2 separate regions of the Sorghum bicolor genome follow, and region 2 is linked to region 1. The links are chromatin contacts, called in public HiCAR-type maps. All regions are on one chromosome and are shown on one strand. The core of a region is the stretch at or near the end of the contact, and the rest is flanking DNA. Distances in the headings are between cores, read along the strand shown.

Region 1 (6,728 bases), core at 214-2,713:
CAATGCTGCCTTTGATGAGTATACAACAATTTCAACACACCAAATAAAAGGAAAACAGAGCAGTACAATACAATTGCTGGAAAAGATAACACCCAACATCAAGACAACAATACACAAGTACACCATCAAAGCAAACCGTGAGACCTTTATGTTACACACAAAATCTGTCATCATAAAACCTTGTAGGTTATAGGTATCAGAATAATCCAAAACATCACAAATATATATACATACATGGAGCAAACCATAGACTATAACACTGTGACTTTATTCCCACATATGCATGGAAGAAGAATCAACTCACAGTGCTTTCTTAATGCCACACTCACACAAACTTCCATTCAATAGTCACCACGATACTCGCTGTAATCATCCCTCCCAGCAGGTACAACCTTCTCTTCCACCCGCTCTGCAGCCTTCTCCTCCTTATACTTCACAGCTTCATCAATTGCTAGACCCCCGAGAGCTCCAGCCACAGCACCGACCGCAAGCCCAGTGCCTACTCCATACCTTCCATTCCCACTGCCACTACCACCGCCCCCAGTCCTCCCTCTCTGCTCATATTGCCTGTTGTAGTCCACCGGTGCAGAGGGCCCTCCAGTGTACTCATACTGAGGTGGTGGAGGTGCAGGTGCAGAGTAGTACCCACTGGGGCGATAGTACTGGTCGGATCCGTACTGCGGCGGGGCCGAGTAGGCGGGAGGAGGCGGTGGAAAGTAGTATGGGGAGCTGGAAGGCGGAGGGTATTGCGGCTCAGGAGGAGGCGGCGAGCGCTCGCGGATGGCGACGCGGACGCGGATCTTTCCCTGTGGACGGCCGGAAGGGCGGAGGAGAGGCAGGCTGACGAGAGCGGAGGCTGCGGGATCGTGGCTAGGGTTAGGGTTTGCGGGGTAGAGGAGGTCGCGGAGAGGAGAGCGGGCGGATCCGACGAGCGGCTTGGGCGAATCGGAGGGCTTAGAGTGGAAAACGTCGAGGGACAGGAGGATGGAGGGGTCGTGCGGGGAGAGGTGGGGCGGAAGCGGGAGGACGAGGCGCTCGTTCCAGGTTGGTTTGCACCCGCCGCCATCGTCGGGGCGGGTGGCGGCGCGGCGGGAGGGGTCGAGGTAGACCACGGCGTAGGCACGGAGGTCGCCGCGGCGCCAGTTGACATTCTTCAGGTGCTTCCCGGAGACGACAGTAACCTCCAGGTCGAACGCCTTAGGCAGCGCCGCTGACGGCGGCGGTGGCATCGAAGGTGGTGGGGATTGGAATTGGTGGTGAGGATTCGGAGGCGGCGGGTGCTGGTGCTGGTGCTGGTGCGGGTGGAGGGGCGAGGAGGGGGACGGGGAAGCCATGGCGCGGCGGCGCGGCAGTGGGTGGCAGTTGGCACTTTTGCAGGCAGGTCGGGTGGCCGGGTGGGTGAGGGCGAGTGTGGGCGACGATTGACGGATCGTGCCGCGTCCCAGCATCCCTAAATATCTGCTACAAGCCCGCAACCATGAAGATTTGAGAGCAGGGCCCATTTTTTCTTAAGATTCCATTGATCCCGGCAAAGCCGGTGCACGGAAGGGCCCATTTCAAAGGCCCATTACTTTTCTACTAGTGGCAAGCATCGTATTGAGGCCCTCTGTTTCTTCTCCATTTGTGATTATTTAGGCCTGTTTAGTTCTCAAAAATATTTTGCTACGGGCAATGTAATGTACTAAAAAAATGAAATTGTGTTGCTACGGGCACAAAAAAAATGAATGAAATTGTTGACGCAGCCGAGAGCAAGTTGGTGCTGTGCAGACTGGAGCCGTGACCAGAGGCCGGCATCTTGCAAGCTAAACTAACAGTCGAGCAAAATTGAAAAGTCAGAACACTTCGTACAAATAAAACATAAAAAATAGATTATGTGATGCGTGACTGCGTGAGTGTGCTCATCAGAGGAAGGAGCAAGGGATGAAGGTTTTTTTTTTTACAACAGACAAGAGCAAGGAATGAAGTTGGAAACAAGATGAATGAAAACGCGATCGAAGAGTGTATCGGTTTTATGTGGTTTTTTCTCGCATGATGTGCGCTGGTGGAGCTTGTCGTGATTTTGAGCCAGAACCGCTTATAATAACCGGACAAAACAGGTCCTCGTCAAATCGTAGGTCGCATGTCAGCTGCTGGCGCCCCAATCTCTACCCGACACACGCGGGGGGCGGACGAGTTTAGCTGAGGGTAGAGGCCCGCACCGCGTCAGCGAGCGCGCGAATGCGAGGGTCGGGACCCGGGACTCGGGGTGGGTGGTACTTCTTTTTTTTTTAAGGGAAGGGTGGGTGGTACTTGGTCACATCAGTTTCGGCCGGGGTCTCCCGCGATGCGTGGGCCGTGACAGCGAGGGGTCGAGCTCCGCACGTTGGTACGGTGGCGCAGTCCCGGACCCCAACTCGGCGGTCGCAAGCAGCAAGGCAAGGCCAAGAATCACGTCGCCAACTCGCCATTCGTCACCCGCCGCCGCTTTGCTTTACCATAACTACCCAAAACCCTACTGTTGCAGGATAGTCTCTTGCTGCCATTTCAAACGTTTGTCTCGCCCAACTTTGGTTGGTGCAGACCTTAGCGATTGTTCTCATCAATATTCCATCATTGGGGTTGCGTTGGGTTTTACCTGATGAGTATCTATACTCTGCAGCTGCAGCGTTAAGAATTGCCGTGACAGGTGACTGAAAGGAACGTCGATTTTATCGTCGTCGCGGAGTGGATAGACATTCCGGGCGGGCGTTGCGAGGTCGGTGCCAGAATATAGAGGCGCATGGACCCGTTGTGGGTGGTAGTTTGTTCGATGCCGATTCTTCCAAGGCTCCGAAACAATGTGCTGAGCTCAAACGTACTCTCTTTTTCGATTAAGGGCTTGTTTAGATTTCTTTGAAATTTCAAAAGTTTATAAGATTTTATGTCATATCGAATCTTACGGCACATATATGAAGTATTAAATATAGATAAAAAATAATTAATCGTACAGTTTGTCTGTAAATTGTGAGATAAATCTTTTAAGCCTAATTAATCTATTATTGGACACTATTTTAAAAATACAGACAAAAGTGCTACATTGTCAAAATTCTAAAATTTTTTGCATCTAAACAAGGCCTAACAAACATACGCAAATGCTACTTACTGTACGTATGTATTCACACTCGCTCTTATAAACTCATCAGCATACAGAGCTTATCTCTATGAGTGGCCAATAAATCTCTAAAATCTTGTAGATTTTTCCCTGTTGAATGAGCACATAACATAGTACCACTAAAAGAATATTAGCCTCAAATAAATAAATACGTACAACCACTTCTATTAAATCAGAACCTTAGATTTGAATGAATACAGTAGCTTCCATCATAAAAACCTAACAAATTAAGTTACGGTTAGCTCATGAGATCAAACTCTTATAAGAGTGTCTCGCTAATACATGTTTGTGTGTTTAGAGTGTGGGGCCAATAGAAAAACCGCACGTCTGTGTAGTTGTTCAATGACACAAGCGGATCCACCTACTAACTTGTTAAAGCAGAGTTTTCGCTTGGTGGCTTCTTTTGTTCGATTAGCCTGGATTGCTCCAGGAATCATTTTAGCTGATGAAACATTTATATAAAGCAATCCAGTTACGAATAGCTCCAGGAGGCGGCTCCCAGCCGAACAGAGCTCCTAGAAAAGGAACATTTGAACCGGCTGGATTCAAAACACGCCATTAGCAAAATAATCCAATGTATCTTATACTTGAATATTACCACTTGCGCGAACGACAGTAGTGTCTAAAGAATCTTTTATTGGTTGCATACAGTGACACAAAGCATCACGATAATACCATAAGAGGGCGAGAGGCTCGACGAGAAACAATTTCCTTCCTGCAACTGCAAGGCACCAATGCAAATCATTTATGTGCACTGTTAAGATGGTCCATCAGTTAGGTTTGCTAAATAGATGCCGACGCGTACTCGCCTCTTTATATATATATATATATATATATATATATATATATATATATATATATATATATATAGGACGCGTTTCTTTTACACGTGCGTGTAGTTACTCTCATCTATGTATCTCTAGATTTAAGGTGTATATGACCGGACGAAATGTATATAGACAAAGTATATGATCATACTAGACCATCTAGAGTGATATGTATGTTAAGTATGCATACATACATAGAGTATATGGTTATACTTATTGTATATAATATAGTAGTGGCATTTTAGTAATATAGTTAAAATATATTTTTTTTTGAAAAATTTTCGCGTGGTAACATCTAGAGTATCTTAATATGAGTATATAAACATACTCAAACTGATAAACAAGTATGAATACATACATAATGTAGTTATTGAAGATGAGAGTAACTACACGTACGTGTACAAAGGAATATCCCTATATATATATATATATATATATATATATATATAGTTGGTATATTGGGAGCCCAGGGCTACACATAGGTATTGGAAGCCCCAACCAACCACTCCACCCAACCCTCACAGAGCTGACACACGCGCAAGTGGGGGACCTGTGCCATCCCACCTTGCCCTCACAAAGCTGACACGCGCGCAGGTGGGAGATCTGTGGAGACCTAAACGATCGGATGCATAAAATCTTACGTCAGACTGCACAGAAAGATTTTTATTGCGACATTGCATAAAATATAGTAGTTGCATGAATAAAAATTAATTTGTTACTGCGTAAAAATCTCTCTGTAATCTGAACGTTACATCTAACAATAGCTGACATAGCCTGACACATACTGACACATACCTGCATACGTGTGTCCACTCTAATCTCTTCTATTTTTTCACGATAATTTCTCAACGAAACATCTGATTCAAAAACGGTTTTCACTATTGAACTCCTAACATTTTTGTGCATGATTTAAGATCTGTTGTGAATATATTTTTGAAAAAAAATAAAATTCATAATTTTGCGCATTATGAGACATAATTTTATGCATCCATCTAAGAAAAGATCTTATGAGCAAGAAACATGGAGATGACCTCATGTTTTTCAAAATTTGAAATTTGAATCGTGACACGTAATGGCCAATTGGATGCATAGAATCACGGATCAAAATGCGTAGAAAAGTTTTTGGCGCCAATGTTGAATAGAAATTAGTGGTTAGATGAATAAAAATTAATTTTGTTACCGCGTAAAAACATCTCAATATGGAGATGACCTTATCTTCTTTAAAATTTGAAATTTAAATGCTGGCATGTGATGACCGATTAGGTATATAAAATCAATAGTCAAGATGCGCATAAAAGTTTTATAAATTAGTGGTTGAATGAATAAAAATTAACTTTGTTGCTACGTAAAAACCTCTCCACAAGATGGACATTCCACCTAACATAACATGATTGTCTATAACATCATGCTTCTTGCTATGGGGGCCTATTACAGCCAACACTGTTACTACCCATACCCACACCATGCTTTTCACCAGGATATGTTTATTTAGTAGAGTAATAATGCATAGAAACCTTACACAATGCTTCCCTCTAGAGGATGAAACATTCAAAACACTGCACACTATATGTGGACTATCTATTATTTTTCCAACTCATAATATACATAGACACTCAATCAACCAAATATTGAACCCCAACAGAGGTTACATAGAAACCAATAGTTTCGCTCATATCATCCAAGCATATCAACGCAACATATGGAAAAACAACTTTTTACATTAACCCATCAACTATATCGAAGATCACACTACGCAACTGTCACAAGCTAAGGAAGTTGCGGATGTCGCAAGCCATGTCCTATGATGTCCAAGCCACCATTGACCTCACACCAAATAGAGAAATCCTTCCAACCATCCTACACCACAACAAAAGCATAGAAACATGTTTGAGCGGGCGCAAAAACCTTATGGTGACAAAGAAATGTATAGAAACATATTTTGTTATGCGCGAAAACCATACAACTACAAGAAACACATATAAATATGTTTTTGCAGGCACAAAATAATGTAAAACATCTAATAAAACCCTACCCTGTGGGAGATATTTCATTCATAACTGTGACAACCCCAATCCAAACCATTATTGTCACTCTGGGGGACGTATAAATAATAGAGAATCAACACATAGAACCCAAAATAACCTCCCTTCTAGGCGATATTGTACCATCATTGTGACAACCCCAACCTAAACAATGTATAGAACAATATATAGAACTGTGTACCAGCAAAGTATAGAATTATGTAGAAGTATACAGATAATTATTCTAAGAATGCATAGAAAGAAGCTAACAATAACGTATAGAAATATGCTCAGATAATGTATAAAAATGTACTCTAATATTACATAGAAATCAGTTCTAATAATAAATAAAAAGAAACATGGATAACTAATCTTGAAAAGTTTTTTATTTTGGGGGTGAACTAAACAAGGCCTAAGCATAGAAAAAAGGCTCAAGCTTAGATGAAAAGGAAGTCTATGTCTATGCATAAAAAAATTAAGATTTTAACTTCTATGCATCCTAAAATAAGATTTCAATTTCCTTCTATTCAGTGTGTCTTGCTTCTTCCTCTTGTTCTTGTTGCTCCAGTTCAAGCAATGATTAGTTGATTGTCCTAGAGTGGAATGATCAGAATAGAAAAGGAATGAAAATTGGTTTGAAATTGGGATTTACAAAGAAGAATGCATGAACTTACCTGGAAACAAGCAAGCAGCCCCCTCCTCGTGCACGGATCCTCTCGCCACACGGAGCATGCTGTTGGACCACACATG
Region 2 (6,638 bases), core at 1,581-4,080, 43 kb before region 1:
TAGTGATTATACATAGCTAGAGTTTTACTTTATGTTGATTGTTTGATTACATTATAGGTTTCAAACATGGCAGTAACTCAAATATCATGCAGTCAACTAGTTATGTGATCATACAGCGTATAAAACAACAATTTACATAAATAACGGGTGTGGCTGCAAGCGACAAAACACTAGTACTATGAACAAATGGGATCCAAATAGAGCACCAACAAATATATAACATTTTTTTAAAAAAAACTATTTTCACATTTTCTAATTTAAAATGAATAGTAATGAACTTCTACATATTAACATAAATTTCGACTGCTTTAGGAAATATAAAGCCGATTCTGTATTTTTGGGTTGAAAATTCAACTGGCATGCAAGTATAGGTTGGAAAATGATATATTACTAGATCATGTGAGCTTCGGCCCTAGGTTCTGATTAGGGATGAAAACGGATCGGATACGAACGGATATCACCGATATCATATTTGTTTTCATATTTCTGGTCGGATTCGGATTCGAATACGGATAATGTCAATCATGTCGGATAAGATATGATTCGATGTCGACATCATAAATATACGATTTAAGTATTCGGATACGGATACGGTATCGGATGTTAAACATTCGGACTCGGATACGGACAGATCTAAACCTCTCTAAACGAATTCGGTCCCGAATACGGTCGGAAAATATCGGTACCGTTTTCAGTTCTGATGTCCTACCTCCGCCTCAAAAAGATGTGATTCTGTATCATTAAAAAAAAGTAACTCTGGGTTTGTATTGAGTTAAACTTCCTTAATTTTTTTTTTGGGATGGAGATGGAGGGAGTATGTAGCTTTTAACAAGGTAGCTTTCGCGATCTGATGAACTGTTCAGTAGTGCCAACATTTTGAGAAACTTGTTTCTAACTCTTGCTACACGGTTCATATTGTCCCCGCTGTTGCATCGCTTGCAGGCTGCAGCATAAGAGTCATTTCCAAATTCCAAGTACTACAAGTAGTTGCTAACTAACACGATTACACGCAGCACTCCGAAAAAGCGAGACAGATACAATGTCTTGGTACCAGCTAAGCTAGTAGTACTCGCGAAAGGCAAGGACGACCGAGCAATCCAAACAGCAGCGCTGACGCCGCCCGACGGCATGTCACGACGGCCGATGGCCCCCACTCGCGCCCGCACGCACGGCACCGGTACAGTACATCACAACAGATGCGACGGGCACGACACGTACTGCATGAACTCGGCGTCGCGGAGCAGCGCCGCCATGGTCTCCGGTGGCAGGCACACCTCGATGTCCACGCTGCCGTCCCCGGCGCGTCCCGGGAACGCCGACATCTTGCCGTCGAACTTGTTGGCGCGCCCGCTCCGTACGGCGAGGGGCCGTCCCCACCCGAAGTCGTTGCCCTCGTACATCGGGAACCGGTTCGAGCTCCCCATCGTGATCACCGCGCCGTCGGGGTTGCCCAGCGGGAAGCACCGGGGCGCGGCCTGCCACGCCGCCGCCGCGCGCCGGATAGTGCCGTCGCCGTACGCCGCGAGGCTCTCATTCAGCTTGCCCGCCGCCCACCTAAGATCGCTGCGAGCCAGCTCCGACACCGTCGCCAGCGTTACAGCGCTCTGGATGGCGTTGCCAAAGTAGACAGGGGAGATGGCCGGCTGCAGCCGGTGCCGGCAGTTCACCGCCATTCGGAACGTCGTCGTCGCGTCGGGCGCCAGGCGTTTCCGGGCACGCGTCACCGCGAGCCATATCTGCGCGCACAGCGACTGGAACGACGAGATCTCCCCGCGCAGCACTTGGGGATTCTTGGGGTCATGCGCCATCTTGCCGTAAACCTCGGCGTCTTGGCCACCGCTCGGACGACGGTTGGCGATTGTTTTCAGCTCGCGAATCGCGTCGGCGCTGAAGTGAAAGACGCGCTCACGGAGAGGCGCGTCCACGTCGAAGGTCACCGACGGGCCGACGCCGCCGGGGAAGCGGAGGACGGCGGTGGACTCGCCAAAGAAGTTTCGGCGGAAGTCCGGCATCTTGGGTGACTCGCCGCGGCAGATGGCCGCCCAGGTGTTGAAGAATTGCCAAAAGGAGGTGCCGTCCACGACGGCGTGGTTGGCGACGATGCCGATAAAGACGGCGCCGTCACCGAGCACGGTGACCTGGAACGACGTGAGCGGGCGACGGTGGCCTTCGTAGCTCACGGTCCGGTCCATGGGGAACAAGTCCTTTGTCAACTTGGTGGGCACGTCGGCGTCAGGGACGAGAAAGTCGTCAAGCGACAGGCCGGGCGCGACGGCGTGGAGGAAGTCCACGCCCGCGTCGTTGCAGCGGATGACGATGCGGTCGTCGGGCAGCGTGACGAGGCGGCCGGCGAGGGCCGGGACGACGGCGAGCGCTCGGGACAGCGACGACAGGAGCAGCGACACGAGCGAGGGCATGGGCAGGTCGGGCGCCGGGAAGAAGAGCCCCTTCTGGATGTAGTGGCACGACAGCATGGGCAGGTCGGAGACGGACAGCGTGAGGTCGCCGATCGCGGACGCGGCGTCCGGGCGAACGTGCTGCCTCGACACGACGGTGATGCCCGAGGGCGGCGCGTCCAGGCAGGCGGCGGCGGCGGCCTGCAGTTTGGGCGCCATAATGGCGGACGCGGCCGGGGCGGCGTCCAGCATAGGCATGGTGGAGATCATCTGGGCCATAGGTGTGTTGGATTGCCCGGCGCTACACCACCGGCCGCTTGCTGCTGATGTAGCAGCGGCGGTGGGAGTGGAGTGGCAGTGGAGACCGTGTGCGTGCGTGTATGGGTGAGCGCTGTGCGATACGGCCAAAGAGGTGGTTTGGGCAGTGCCGCCTTTGCTGTGAACACCGAACAACCTTGGGCAGTTTATATAGGACACGAGGAGGAGCTGGATGCATGCACCTGGGCAGCCTTCTTTTGCCAGTACTGTTTTGGATATTCTCTGGCCAGGTTTTTGTGGCTGTCAGAAGCAGATATATCAGATAAAGGTGAAGCTAGAGATTTGTTCTATTGCCTATGAACAGTGTGTGAGACACAGTCACTCGAGAAAACACAGAAGATACCGTTTAAAAGTATTGATGATATGGAACTTCACCATGCTCGGCTGGTTATATTTTTTAACTGATACTGATGTTGATGTTAATTTATTATAAGAAAAAAAATACTGTTATATAACTAAAACCATTATTATCAGTAAAAGTTTTTTCACGACTCATTTCAGCATAGCTTTTCCGCAAAAGGAACAGCATATATATAATTTCTTTTTTCGAAACGTCAATTTGGATTGTTCATGTTCTGCGGCTGCCAACAGGTGTCCCCTCCTTTCGAACGAAGAGGAACAAGTGTCCAGGAAGTGCGCCACAAATATTCTTATTATATTTTTTGTTTTAAAAGCAAGCTAGCTAATCAAACCGGTAACTCATCGGCTTGATGACTGTTAGAGCACTTGTTGACGAGATATTACAGAGTACACTGAACATGTTGCTGGACGAATTCAATGAACACGCAACGGCTTTCCGTATTAAAATCAACAAATGTATAACATCACAAGTTTTTTGTTGTCATGCTAATATAGCCTCGATTAATGTCTTCAGTCTACTGGATTTTTGAATGCGTTAGCCACGCACTACTGTAACGTTCGTCTATCTAGCTACTCGTCCATATATATGCGATTAATAAGCTAGGACAGCATCTTCTTTCATAATTATTCATGTCCTGTCGTCCAATCCATATCCGCCTCATCAAGAACAAATACTCCAATATTGATTACTAGTCAGTAGCGTTTACGCCTCCATCATCATCTCTTCGTCAGTTACGTGGTCTACGTCCCTGCTGAAATAGAATACGTTGCTCTTGCCTTGTTGCCTAGTCAGTCTAGTGACATATGAATCGTCGCTTGCGAAATGATGATACTTTCAGTTCTTTATTTACATTTTCCCATCGAGATTGGTCCTGTGCGCATTTTATTTTTCAATCTCAACAGTATTTTATCGTGCTTCGTGCATGATAATGTATAAGAAGCGAATTGTACACTGAATGAAAAAAAAAAAGGGAAAGAAAGGCTCACTGATGCTGTTTTGCTGACGGATCACCTAATAAATTAGCTGTAGATACCGCCTCCTACGCAGTTTCAGCCTGTCACTGTACGTAATCCGTACAAAACTAAAGATCGATGTAGTATTTATTATTTGCGGTACGGGGGGCATCGAGGCAGGCGTGTGCCGCGCAGCAGACTGCCTGGGCCTGGGCTAGCTCGCTGTGTTCTCCATCCCCAGCCCAGCCAGCCGTTGTTGGCTGCCTCGTGCCCCAGAACGATGCAGCGGGAGCGTCAGGACGTGGACCACGACCATCGGCAGCAATGGCCGCGTGTCGTAGTCTGCAGGACGTACTGTAATGCATCGGTTTCCGCTGGTTGCAATCATGCGATGGCAAGCTAGCGTTCGCGACGCACGGCCGGCGAGGACGTGCTAGCGAAATAGGCTGGGGCGCACGCCCCGGTTGGCTCGGCCTCCGCGGGGGCCGCCGCTCGTCCTTCAACTCTCGGCGGATACATGAACCTGCCGCCTTCCGTCCTGTCCAGCTAGCCATTGCCGTCCGTCCGTCCGGCGAAGAATCTTCTTCGGTCGGGGCCGGTACAGAAGCTGAAACCGATGCGCCTGCTGCTGCTGCTGCTGGTCGCCGTTACATACTCACTTCATGTCGCTACATTCATGCATTCCTCTTCCTCTCCTACTACCGAGCAGATCGAGTTTATGCCACGCACACAAGACACAACCCTGTGTACATACGTACAGGATACATGTATCGGACAGGAATGTGTAAACTAGTCGTCGTTCCTCCCTCGCTGCTGCGGCTGGTGAGCTGGAGGCCGATCATTCGATCGGCCAGCCACTGAACCTGAGCGCCGCCCTGCCTGCTGGCTGCTGCTGCTGCATCGGCGGAAGGCCCCCCACTTTCTTAGGGCCTGTTTAGATTGGGAACGAAAATTTTTTGGGTGTCACATCGGATGTGTCGGAAGGATGTCGGGAGGGGTTTTTAGAAACTAATAAAAAAAATAAATTACATAGCTCGTCAGGAAACTGCAAGACAAATTTATTAAGCATAATTAATCTGTCATTAGCATATGTGGGTTACTGTAGCACTTAAGGCTAATCATGGAGTAACTAGGCTTAAAAGATTCGTCTCGCGATTCTCAACTAAACTGTGTAATTAGTTTATTTTTTTATCTATATTTAATGTTTCATGCATGTGTCCAAAGATTCGATGGGATGGATGAAAAAATTTTGGGTGAGAAACTAAACAGGGCCTTATTGCCATTCCGGACTCGTGTTCAGCACCCTCCGGACGCATCGGAATGGCCGGTTTCGGGTATAAGAAATTCGCGGCCGCGGATCCCGATGTCACTCGGGCGGCAAGCGGGTGCGGTGCGGCCCGGTGCCCCGCACGCGCGAGCGCGGGCGGGCGAGGGGGCTGGGCGCCGGGGATTAAACAAAAGGCAGACAAGGTGGCCTGCACCCGGCCGGGCGGCGCGCGCGGCCTCGCTGGCTCTGCGGCAGCTAGGAGCCGGCCCTGACCTACCGAATGTCAACCACCACCAACGCGGCTGATGCATGCAGTGCAGCCGTGCATGCGCAGGTGCAGCTCAGCTGGCGCTGGCGCTGGCGCTGGCGGGTGGCGGCAATGGCGGTCGTGGGACGGTGGCGCAAGTTGGGTTCCCGCCGGCCTGGGGCAGCCTTTCGGTTGTCTGGGGCCTGCCAGTCCGGTTGGCAACCCATAATTTTGCAATCTCTCGTTCCCCCTGGCCCTGCCTGCCCTCTGCACCTGTCTGCGGATCACCGGTCATCGTGGTGCGGTGTCCAGGAACCATCCAGGCCCCAGCTGATGAGCACACGCTGCCCACGGGACCGTACATTTTCTCCCCACCAGCGTCACAAAGAGCGGAATTATAGCTCCATAATAAGCTCCAGTTTTGAACAAAAACGGTTTTACTCTACCGAATTCAAGCCAAATGTTACAGCTCTATATTCCAGATTCATAGAAAATATAGATCAAAAGGCCAATACATAGATTTGGGAAGGCTCCTTGCTCTATAAACACCGGCTTCAAACCTTCTTATCATAATTACCAACCATACAACCAATTACATGTTGCAATACATCTGGCTTGGGTCCAAATATGAAATTCCCATGAAAAAAAAATCAATGGCCCGTCCATGTGTGCAAAAAGGAAAAGTGAGAACTTTTTAGTCTCACCTTGTTTGTGGAAATGGAGATAGCAATACTTAAATACGAAAGTCCTTTTCACATCAAGTCTGTTGTGAGGGGTAGAAAAGAAGCCCACACACACTCGCGTGCCTCACCTTGTTGAATTGAGCGAAGGGTGTGGGGGCATGGCACCTACATGAACGGTCCATCAAAATTTGTCCCTTGGCACTACAAAGGCACGGACTTTTTTTTTGCGAATTTAGTTTTTGGTTCCTTAGCCTCTAAGTTTGTGGATGGGAGTCCTAAATGGTTTAGATCGTGATCACGACATGAGATCGGCTTGGACATGCCTACATAAGCAGCTTATCGGCCAATGTAAAAATGAATCTAATCAAGTTAGGGTTTTGCCTCTTCTCATTGTTGTGCCGCCACCATAGCCT

What was found. HiCAR-type assays count read pairs that join an accessible place to other places.
Region 2: a contact with region 1 is called in a HiCAR-type map of leaf, with 6 times the contacts expected there. The contact joins the promoter of LOC8060110 here to the promoter of LOC8058924 in region 1. A contact is called at or near these places in 1 of 4 Hi-C or Micro-C datasets (leaf) and 1 of 1 datasets of contacts at active chromatin or transcription factors (leaf).

The regions. Positions count from the first base shown.
Region 1 is chr3:67,713,703-67,720,430 of Sorghum_bicolor_NCBIv3, reverse strand. LOC8058924 (extensin) reads right to left here and starts at 1,463. Exons shown (of 1, transcript XM_002456605.2): 1 at 1-1,463. The coding sequence starts at 1,448. The coding sequence ends at 342.
Region 2 is chr3:67,758,356-67,764,993 of Sorghum_bicolor_NCBIv3, reverse strand. It overlaps LOC8060110, which reads right to left and starts at 2,830. Exons shown (of 1, transcript XM_002456606.2): 1 at 820-2,830. The coding sequence starts at 2,675. The coding sequence ends at 1,188.